Regions from separate parts of the Pan troglodytes genome. Here region 2 is linked to region 1. A link is a contact called in public Hi-C data. All regions are on one chromosome and are shown on one strand. Each heading gives the region's core, a stretch centred on a gene start, on an enhancer-like site or on the middle of the called end of the contact. The rest is flanking DNA. Distances are from core to core; before and after follow the strand shown. Region 1 holds the start of SOX21 (SRY-box transcription factor 21). Region 2 overlaps ABCC4 (ATP binding cassette subfamily C member 4).

Region 1 (5,151 bases), core at 274-2,773:
ATGGGCCGCTTGACGTGGTCCACCGGCTTGGACATGCTCTCGCCCTGCCGCGGCTGCAGCCCGCCGCCGCCCGGGCCCTCGCCCTCGGCCCGGAGGAAATCAATGTTGGCTGCCCGCGGAGACCCGCTCGGCCGGCCGGGGCTCGTCGCGCCCCGGCGTCGCTCCCGCCCCGGAGGAGGGGGCTGGGGGACCAGCCCAGGGCCACGCCGCGCCCCGGGCCGCCCTAGTGTCTCCGGCCGAGCGCTCGGGCAGGTTGTCTCTGGGACACTCTAACTTCTCGGCGGTGCCCCCTCCCCGCGGCGGCAGTTTGCCCTTTACGTTCTTTGGGTCCTTCGTCTGCAGTGGCGTTTGCTGGTGAGCTCCCCGCAGGTAGCGGCGGCCGGGCAGAGCGCTCCTCCTCCTCGGTCGTTCTCTCTTAAATGCAAAGCGTCCCCAAAAGTTGCGTCGCGGAGACTCCTCGAAGTTGAGCCGAGGAGCCCGCCGCCGCGTGCTGCCAAGTGCCAAAGGGGGCTCTCAGCGGCTGGAGTGTTTGGGTTCTCCTCGGTGACTTTCTCATTTGACAGAAGCAGATGGGGGTGGGGAAGGCGGGGAGGTGGCCCTGGAGGAGGAAGAGGAGGGGGAGGCGGAGGAGTGTCCAGGCGTGCCACGAGAACGCAGAGCGCAGCAATGGATATAAATACAAATACAGCAGCACCAGCCTGTCTTCTTGGCTCCGGGCAGGGTGCGCCGATGGGAAACCCCCAATCGGCTGGGTGATTTTTTTTTTTTTTAGAGGGGGGAGCTGTCCCCCGCAGCACCTGCCTCTCGAGTCTTCCTCTGCCGCTGCTGGACTGACGGGTGGGGCGAGGAAGGAGGGTGGATGAGGCTTGAGCAAGCGTGGGTCGCCCGGCCTCAGAGGAAATTCTCCCGGCTCGCCAAGGAGCCGCGTCTGGCCGTCCCCCGGGCCATGCCGGCTCCGTTCGCTCCGAGCCCCTTCAGGTGCGCCTGCCGACTTAGGGCTCCCGGAGCTCGCCGGCCGCGGAGGGCAGCGCAGCCTCCACGCGGCGCCGCAGGCCTGGCACCGGCCGCGTCCCCGCCTCGCTCTTCTCGGCAGCCGCCTGGCACTTGCAACTAACTTCGCCCAAGTTTCCTGCGCTGCGGCGCCCCTCTCGGCGCGCTCCTGGGAGCGTGCGCCCGCGAGTCCGCCGCGCCCGGGGCCCCTCTGTCCTCGCTGCTGTGGCCAGAGCCGAGCCGGCGCAGGGGCGGAGGTGCTGGAGGAGAGTTAAGGAAAACGGGCCATCACCTCAGTTCGCAGGTCCGCGCTGTGGCACCTCCCGCTCTCCCCACTCCCGCGGCGCAGGGGGCCCCTTCCCAGCCCAGGCCGCCCTCTGCACCGGCTCAGGTGAGTGTGGCTACCTGCGTGTGTGCGCGCCCGGAGCCGGCACTGGGTGTGCATGTCCAGCCGCGGCTGTGTGTGTATATCTGGGGGCCTGCGGAGGAGGTGGAGCCCAGGACTCGGGGAGGGAGGAGGGATCAGCGGAGCCGCCTCCCGCTCCCACACCCCCAGGACCTCGAATTAACAGATCCCCTCCGCCCCCCGCCCCCTCCCAATCCTCCTCCTCCCATTCCTTTTCACTTGAGAGCAGGTTTAGGCGAGTGGAGAGTCCGGAGCGCGCCGGGGAGTCTGCGCACTGTTTGGCGTTGGCAACCCCTGGTGTCATCCCGGCTACCCAGGCCGGCCTGGCGTGCAGCTGCCCTGGTTGCGGCCCTGGAATCCTCGCCGGGAGGAAGAAGGCGGCGGGCACTAGTAGGAGAGCCTCTCCAACTACGGAGGAAGAGGGTTAAACCTGGAGAAGGGGAGACTCACCCTTGAAAATGTTGGAGACTGTTCCTAGCAAGAAAGTGCTCATTTTCCTTGGAGGTCCAGGTGTTGCTTGCAACAGAAACAGAGGCTTCTCGCATTTTCTTGCACTGGCGATGCACCCAGTCAGAGGTAGTGGAGTGAAAAATAACTCTGGAGGGAATAAGGACATTCTTGGCAACCTTTCCAAAAAAGAGCTAGCCCAGGCTGAGAGTATGCATCCTTGACTGACTATTCAGTTCTTTAAAAATTCTGTGTTGTTTGTCTTTTGTTGTAATCCTGGTCGCCAGAACCATCTATATACTGATCTCTTTAAGGTACAGTTAACTTACAGTGTCTCACTTACATGCGCTGCTAAGGTGAAGGTGTTTAAAATCAATAAGTGTAAGTAGTTTCCCTGGAAGAGAGAAGTAAAACGTACCAATCACTCAGTGCTGGAATATTTTTATGCTAAGCATAATTTCCTTCTTTAGTAGTTAGAGCAGTTTTTAAAAAAAATAGTTAACACGATGCAGAAGTCAAACAGCATGATTCTGTTTCCATATTTTCCTCACTTCTTGGTATGCTGCGGCACATTTAGAACATGATCTGTCTGGAGGTTTTATTCACATGGTGGCCTGCCCTTCAGGGAGAACTTGCTTGCCTTCTTTCTTTGGCAGTTTGGATTTGACCTAGCCCTGTGGTATGTGCAAGTAGGAACATCTAGAAACGGTTAACTCTTTAAGTCTTCCTACGATTTATGTTCAGTTCATTCTCACACACACACACACACAGACACAAAAGCTTTGATTGTAATTATGAACGTGAATTAAAACTGTTTCAGGCCATCAGATTTATGTAAAAGTTAGGCTTGTTTTGTTCATTTTAATAAAAGAATAGTGACTTAAAAATTACAGTCGTGATAACAAAACTGTGAACAGCAGTGGCATCTATGTGGGTTTTTGTTTTTCTGAAGATGTCGTATTGACAAGCTTATTTTGTATCGGTTATGCCCTTGCATTGTTAAAATAATTGGACTGATTTCTCCAGAACCATATTCCTTTACAGGCTCTGTAAAGACACTCTTGTCATTCACAGACTCTGGCTGGAGCAATGGGAAAACACTAGCATGTGTAATTACATAGACTGGAATATTAAATATACTGTTTTGTGATGATAAACTACAAAATTATCGTCCCTGAGCTTTTCACCTACTGACTTATAGGTTTGAGACAAAAATACTATACACTGGCACATAAAGAACATATGTATATATAGGCCACAAAACATGAAATCTGTTATTCACTAAATATTGTGAATAAAGTTAAATTTAATCGTGAAAATTATTTTGACACATAAAAAGGGAGAAGGATTGTGAAAATGTGTTTTATATTAGTGAGTTAAGTGATTTTATACTATTCAAATTTAAGTGTAAAAATCTACTGCAATAAATTATTACATTAGAAATGTTTGTATATATGATTGAAATGTATGCTTACATGTGCAATGTCTTATAGGAATAATATATGTAAGGTTCCTTGGATATAGTTTTTTCCAGTATACATTTACAATATTGTCTGTCTAGTGATATTAAATGAGCCAAATTTGAACACTCTCAAGTCCAAGAATGTTGAACTGTGGGAAACAAAGGTGTCATAAGAAGAAAATGACTATTTGTGTGCTTGTCTATTCACCAAATGAAACTTCCCACATTTCAAAATAGGAAAGATTTGGTTTTAGTTCTTGGCTTCTAGGGGATCAATATTCTTGGCCTAACCCTTCACAACCAAAGAAAGAGCCCTCATAATCGGCCATTCATTAAAGAAAGGCAACGTGGCATTGCTGTTATTAACCAGCCTTCACACCTCTTGCCTGAATCTGGTTGAGCTTTTAACAAAGTAAATTTTCAAGCCATTTTCATTCATATGTACCAAAATGTAAATTCGCTTTTAATTTCCTCATATCTTGTGTTTGAATTGATAGAGGTATATTTTTATTCTTGCTCAGTTTTGTCCTAAAGATTAAAAAAATCCCAGCATATAGGAAATGGAATAGTCTGTGTGAGTGAATAGTGAAGGAAAATAAATTGAAAGAGAATTGTAAGTTTGATGAGCTTTATTTTGTCAACTCTTGATTGTAAACACCTAAAGAACAGTATAATTTGATCAGTAGAATTCGTGTGGGTCTGTATTTCCCTTGTGGCCACAGTGATATATGTGATCGCAAATGTATCTAATCGGAAACTGAGTGACACTCCCTCAGAAAAAGTTGTGGGCCTGTGTAAATTGAGTTTTCTCTTTTCCCCCTTCAATTCTCCCCAGAAAATAGTCTCTTTTCAATTCTAAAACTTTCACTAGGAGGCAGCAATGAGATTGTTGGGGAATAAAAAATACCTTGGCAACACGACAGGCTGGCTTGCTTTCTTTCTCTTCCACAAGGGAGGGGAGAATTCTTGGGTCCCAATGTGAACAGAATCATTGTCCCCCATCAGTTCATCCTCCTCTCTCTCATTAGATTTTCACCTAGGTGGCTCATTGTCACATTTTTCTAGAACCATAGGGATGATAAAGCAGCAAGCCAATGGGGTAATGAGAGGTGACTAGATGGAAGTGATGGGCAGTGAAGGTGATACCTTCAAAGTGCAGAGGCCAAATAATCATTCATGGACACTGAGAGCTGACAGCTGTTGTTAGAGAATGTTGGGGATCTGTTCTTAAGCAAGTGCAGTGGAAGAATTCAGAAGCTTTCATACCTGCATAGAGAGGTGATATAGCCTGTTTGTCCTGTTAAGAAGAAAATGAGAAGACTGTGACAACAGCCAACCCTGAGGCTTTTGCCACAGTTCTCTGGTCTCACTCCTATTAGCCCCCAAAAGGGGGAAAAATCCCAAACACATGATCTCTGTAAAGCCCAAGAGACAAGAAGAGCTGTTTGAGGTCAAGTCATGATGGAAAGCAACGGCTGTAAGAGTGGCCCTTCACCAGTGCCTGCTAATTTTTTATCCTTTTGAGATTTCTGTCCTTTTATTCTCACTGTTACTGCCACACTTGGAAACTGGGAATATACAGATCAATCATGGAGAACACCTTTCCTCATGTCTCCTGAGCAGGGCTCAAGCAGGCTGACATTTTCAAAAGAAGCCTTACCTAGAGGATAGAGCAGGAAAAACAATGTCAAAAACAGTCCCCTCTTGCCCCCCGCAAAAAAAAAAAAAAAATAAGAGAAAAAAGACAATACAAATAATTCAAAACAGACAAGTTCACAAAGTACCTATGTCAAATCCCAAGAATCCTATAAAAGCATAATTTTCTTAGGATAAGAACCTTTTTTGT
Region 2 (4,807 bases), core at 829-3,328, 390 kb after region 1:
AGAAAAAGAAAACAAAGAAATGAACCACTGAAACATACACAGAACTCAAAAACATGGTGAACAAAAGAATCCAGCCACAGAAAAATTATTGGTTCCATTTATATGTAGTTCAAGAACAGGAAAACTAATTGATGTTGACAGAAATCTGGAAGAGGTGTAGAGGTGTGAAAATTGACTGCAGAGGAGCAATCATCTTCCTGAGGAGATGGAAATGCTCTACATCTTGTTTTAGAGGGTGGATATTGGAATGCACACAATTAGTAAAATTCAACCTAAAAAAACTGTCGATTTTATTGTATATAAACTATACTTCAATAAAAATAGATAGGGTAAAAAATATTATGACACTAGAATTTCATTCCCATCCCTTTGGCCATGTTCAGGCAGAGGTTGGGCAGTGTATCAATACACAACCATAACGCTAAGAGATGATCTCCTCAGGTGCATTGAGGGTAGGAAAGAGGGCAAATGTGAGAACTAATGGTAACCAGCCCGTGGGCCCTAGAACAAAAATGGCTCCTGATCCATGTTTGATACGAGTCCCATAGGTGGCTGGCCCTTTGCTGTGATGCACAAGCGGCACTATCGGCTTCGTGACTCAATGCAAATGAGAGAGAACACTAAGTCAATGGACCCAGGGAAAGGGCTGAAAGAAAACAAGTAAGTCACAAAACTCACAAGCAGAACAGATTACACTTACCCATGCCCCACATCAGATGGAAGTGATACATCCATATATAAAATAGTGACTGCAAGATTTTAATAAAACTCAGGCAAGTTCTCCAGTCCAAACCTTTTTTTGTTCATCTTATCAAGAAAACTCAGTAAGTATACAGACAAAAATGAATGTAATCACTCAAGAATAGCATAGAGAGAATTTAAAGGTCCTCAATTAAGTAAACATTTAGCCATTTTCCTCTCCTGGGTAATAGCTGTCCATTTTATCATTACTAAGGATGCAAGATGACAAGAAGAGAAAGCACCATGAATGGCCACTATTGTTTTGCAATGGACATCATCCAATATGCCAGAATGGAAAGTTCTATGCTCTGCTGAATACCACCAGACTTGATAAAAATGAGACTCTTAATTTTTTTCTTTAGGTCTTAATTAGCTTCTTGTTAAACTACAAACATTATCATTGGAACACACATGCTGGGAAAAATTGGAACACTGGTTGCCAGCCTGGGAAGCCTGGGAGGGTCCCCAGTGATTAACTGTCACCACACTAATGGTGACAGTACTGCTTTCTACATGTGCTATCACACTGGAAAAAACCCAACCATTGCATCTTTCATTAAAAAAGAAAAGGTAAAGGAATTGTTAGAGTGGGCCTGTGTGAATCCTATCATCCTGATCTCAGAAATCCAGGGGTCAAGAGTTGGCAAATATTTCCAGTAACTCATGTCATCAACTGCCCTGTCTATTAACAAGGAAATCCACTTTAATGTGGCAGTTGGCATGAATCATTATCTCTAGGGCTGGCATTTTCACAGACTAGTCCATCCTTGTAAATGCAGTGACTAAAACTCTTTTGTTGACTTTGAAAGCATGAAAACACTGTGATTCAGTTAAAATGGATGAGTTTACTTTTGAAAGACTCAGTAAAACAGAGATCTTTCAAATGAGGGCAAGGCGACCTAACGATCTCTTTTGTCCAATGGGGATTTGAGGGTAGGAGTTGGGGGAAGGGGTGAACAAACCTCAGAAATCTCAAAATGACAAAGTCATTGTTCAGTGTGCTTTCTACACACTTTCCCTGACATCTCTACACAATGAAATGTAAGGGTCAGTGGTACTGAGACAAGTCAAGGCAGTTCCACTCTTTTGCTTCTATAAAAGCGAGTGACCCAACCTATTATACTCAAGTCTTAGGATGGCTTTGTTCTCCACATCCAGATGCAGCAGCTTTTTCTCCTGCCCCTCATCCTGCCCTCCCACCCCCCTGGGGAAGAAATGACTGAGGACACCTCCTTCACATTTTCTTTTTCTTGGGCATTTCACTTCATAAAGCTGCAGTCAACGTGTTTTGTTTGTGGGAGGAGGGACTGGCACATTCAGTGGTGGTCTCCACTGCTGCCTGCATTGGTGGCTCAAGTAGCCTCAGGATTAGTCCTTTGTGTTCCATGAAAGGATATGAAAAGTCAGTTATTTAAGCTCAGTCAAGCTGCTGATTTTTTTTTTTTTTTAGATGAGGGGTGTGTAGGGAAGAAAGGTTTTGCAATTCCGTGTGCCTCAATAAATTACACTATTTTGCTGAGTGCAGCTGTGTGCAAGTTAGCATACTCAGAGCACTCCCAAATTTAAACAGAAAAAATTAAAATGCCTAAATCCAACCTCTGCATCTTATCTTCATTTTTCATTTGTTTTTTTCTAGTAGGAAGACTTCTTAGAGGCAAAGATTTTAGCTAGCAGAAGTCTAGATAACTCAGACTCTACACTCAATGTTATCAAGGGCCAAGGAAGTTTCAGCAATATTATGAAAATTACGTTATTATGAGATATTTAGTGCTCACTGGTTTATTCTGAAAACAACTGATTTTGATACTGTGGTTCCAAAAGAGAAAATAGCCATTAAAGCCTTCAGGGATAATAAACCTAATATCTGGAATACAAACTCATGTCCTAATACTTATGGGTTCTGGTAACTGTCTGACAATTACCTTAATGCAGCATAATGTCATTGTCAGGCTATTTCTCCCACTTAAAAATATACGTAGTATTTAAAAAATACCTTTTATTTAGTGAGCTTAGATGTTATGCTAAGAATGTTATTGAAATGACTTCATTTTATCCTCACAATAACCCTCATGGAATAGGTAGAATTTTCTCCATTTTACAGAGATGTAGCATGTGGCTTTGTGAGGAAAGAGAAAGTAAGTGGTACAGCTAGGAGTCAAACTTAAGAAGGATGATTCCAAGCCTCTCCCATTCCATCCTACACTACACTTGAAATTTTTTATTATTATTTTTTGGTTCTTTTGAGTCTGGGTCTGGCTCTGTTGCTCAGGCTGGAGTGCAGTGGCACAACTGTGGTTCACTGCAACCTCGAACTTCTGGGCTCAAGTGATCTTCCTGACTCAGCCTCCAGAGTAGCTGGGACTACAGGCACGCACCACTACAACTAGCTAATTGTTTTATTTTTTTGTAGAGACAGGGTCTCACCATAATCCTCAGGCTGGTCTCAAACTCCTGGGTTCAAGAGTTCTTTCCAGGTCGGCCTCCCAAATTGCTAGGACTACAGCCATGAGACACCATCTCTGGCAAAGTCTTTTATTATTTTTATAGAGAAGGGGTCTCACTATGTCGCCCAGGCTGGTTTTGAACTCCTGACCTTGAGCAATCCTCTCACTTCGGCCTCCCAAAGTTCTGGGATTACAGGCATGGACCACCACACCTGGCCCCTACATTATACTTTGAAGTTATTTACTTACAAGTGATATCTAGTCACACCTTTTTTTTTGTTTTTTTTTTTTAGATCGAGTCTCGCCCTGTCTGGAGTGCAATGGCACAATCTTGGTTCACTGCAACCACTGTCTCCTGGATTCAAGCAATTCTCCCTGCCTCAGCCCCCCAAGTAGCTGGTATTACAAGGGCCTGCCACCACACCCAGCTAATTTTTGTATTTTTAGTAGAGATGGGGTTTCACCATGTTGGCCAGGCTGGTCTCAAACTCCTGACCTCAAGTGATCCACCCACCTTGGCCTCCCAAAGTGCTGGGATTACAGGTGTGAACTACCACACCTGGCCCAGTCACATCTAATCTTATTCACAGTAGCACACTCAACACTCACACCTTTAAAACCTGAAGCTGGGCCGGGCGCGGTGGCTCACGCCTGTAATCCCAGCACTTTGGGAGGCTGAGGTGGGTGGATCACGAGGTCAGGAGTTCGAGACCAGCCGGGCCAATACGGTGAAAGCCTGTCTCTACTAAAAATACAAAAATTAGCCTGGCGTGGTAGCACGCACCTGTAGTCCCAGCTACTTGGGAGGCTGAGGCAGGAGAATGGCGTGAACCTGGGAGGCAGAGCTTGCAGTGAGCTGAGATCACGCCACTGCACACTAGCCTGGGCGACAGAGCGAGACTCCACCTCAAAAACAAAAAAACAGAAAACAAAAACAAAAACAAAACCTGAAGCTTTTCCTAGAGAACCAAGAGCAGTGGCAAAGGGAATTTTCATGGCTCTGATATCCTGAGGTAGAATCACCCTAAACAGACCACATAAATGATGCTGGCTTCCTTTTAATTTTAGAATTGAGAACAGCTCCAATTTTGCAAGCAACTATAATTTGACAGGATTGGCAAGATATATGACAGCTTTAACAGTTGATCTAGTAAAGCATTCACGGTGGTGTGCAAACCTAACTGGCCTTCTACTGGGACACAGCCTTGTGAATGATACATGCCTGAGGGGATCGACTATCCTGCAATGTGGGCCCCCTATTCAGAAGCAAGGGCTTTCATTAGCCACACAAGGCATTCTGACCTGGATGTCCTAAAGAGAAACTTGTCCAAACCAGTATCCTTTCTTGTTTTCCTGATGCTGGTACAACCCCATCTTTCTGACAGTCTCCCATTCCTCTCCATATCCTTCCACCCAAATCTCTAAACTCTAAATTCCTGTGCTTAAGAAACAAGCCTTCTTGTGATCTGGCCCCTCTGCATCTCTCCATCTGATCTCCTCTAATGCCTTGTCTCAAACCTCCTGATGCAGCTATTCCACACTGCAGTGTCCCTGTAGATATCCTAAACTCCTGCACTTCCTGCCATATGTGCCTCCTTCTCCCCTACATATGGCTCAGGAAT

Evidence for each region. Hi-C and Micro-C count contacts between places; a contact is called where the count stands out from the background.
Region 2: a Hi-C map of stem cell-derived neural progenitor cells shows a contact between it and region 1, with 5 times the contacts expected there. The contact joins the enhancer-like site here to the promoter of SOX21 in region 1. A contact is called at or near these places in 1 of 7 Hi-C or Micro-C datasets (stem cell-derived neural progenitor cells) and 1 of 1 datasets of contacts at active chromatin or transcription factors (stem cell-derived excitatory neurons).

Annotation. Positions count from the first base shown.
Region 1 is chr14:100,320,608-100,325,758 of NHGRI_mPanTro3-v2.0_pri, forward strand. SOX21 (SRY-box transcription factor 21) reads right to left here and starts at 1,524. Exons shown (of 1, transcript XM_016925450.4): 1 at 1-1,524. The coding sequence starts at 35.
Region 2 is chr14:100,709,178-100,713,984 of NHGRI_mPanTro3-v2.0_pri, forward strand. The region is part of intron 20 of ABCC4 (ATP binding cassette subfamily C member 4); the gene reads right to left. Among named protein-coding and RNA genes, the nearest start is that of ABCC4, 200 kb to the right of the region's middle. Within about 2 kb of position 2,079, at least 4 of the 24 cell types and tissues checked have an H3K27ac peak or open chromatin away from gene starts, as enhancers often do. A contact at or near this core is called in stem cell-derived neural progenitor cells, where this site is marked.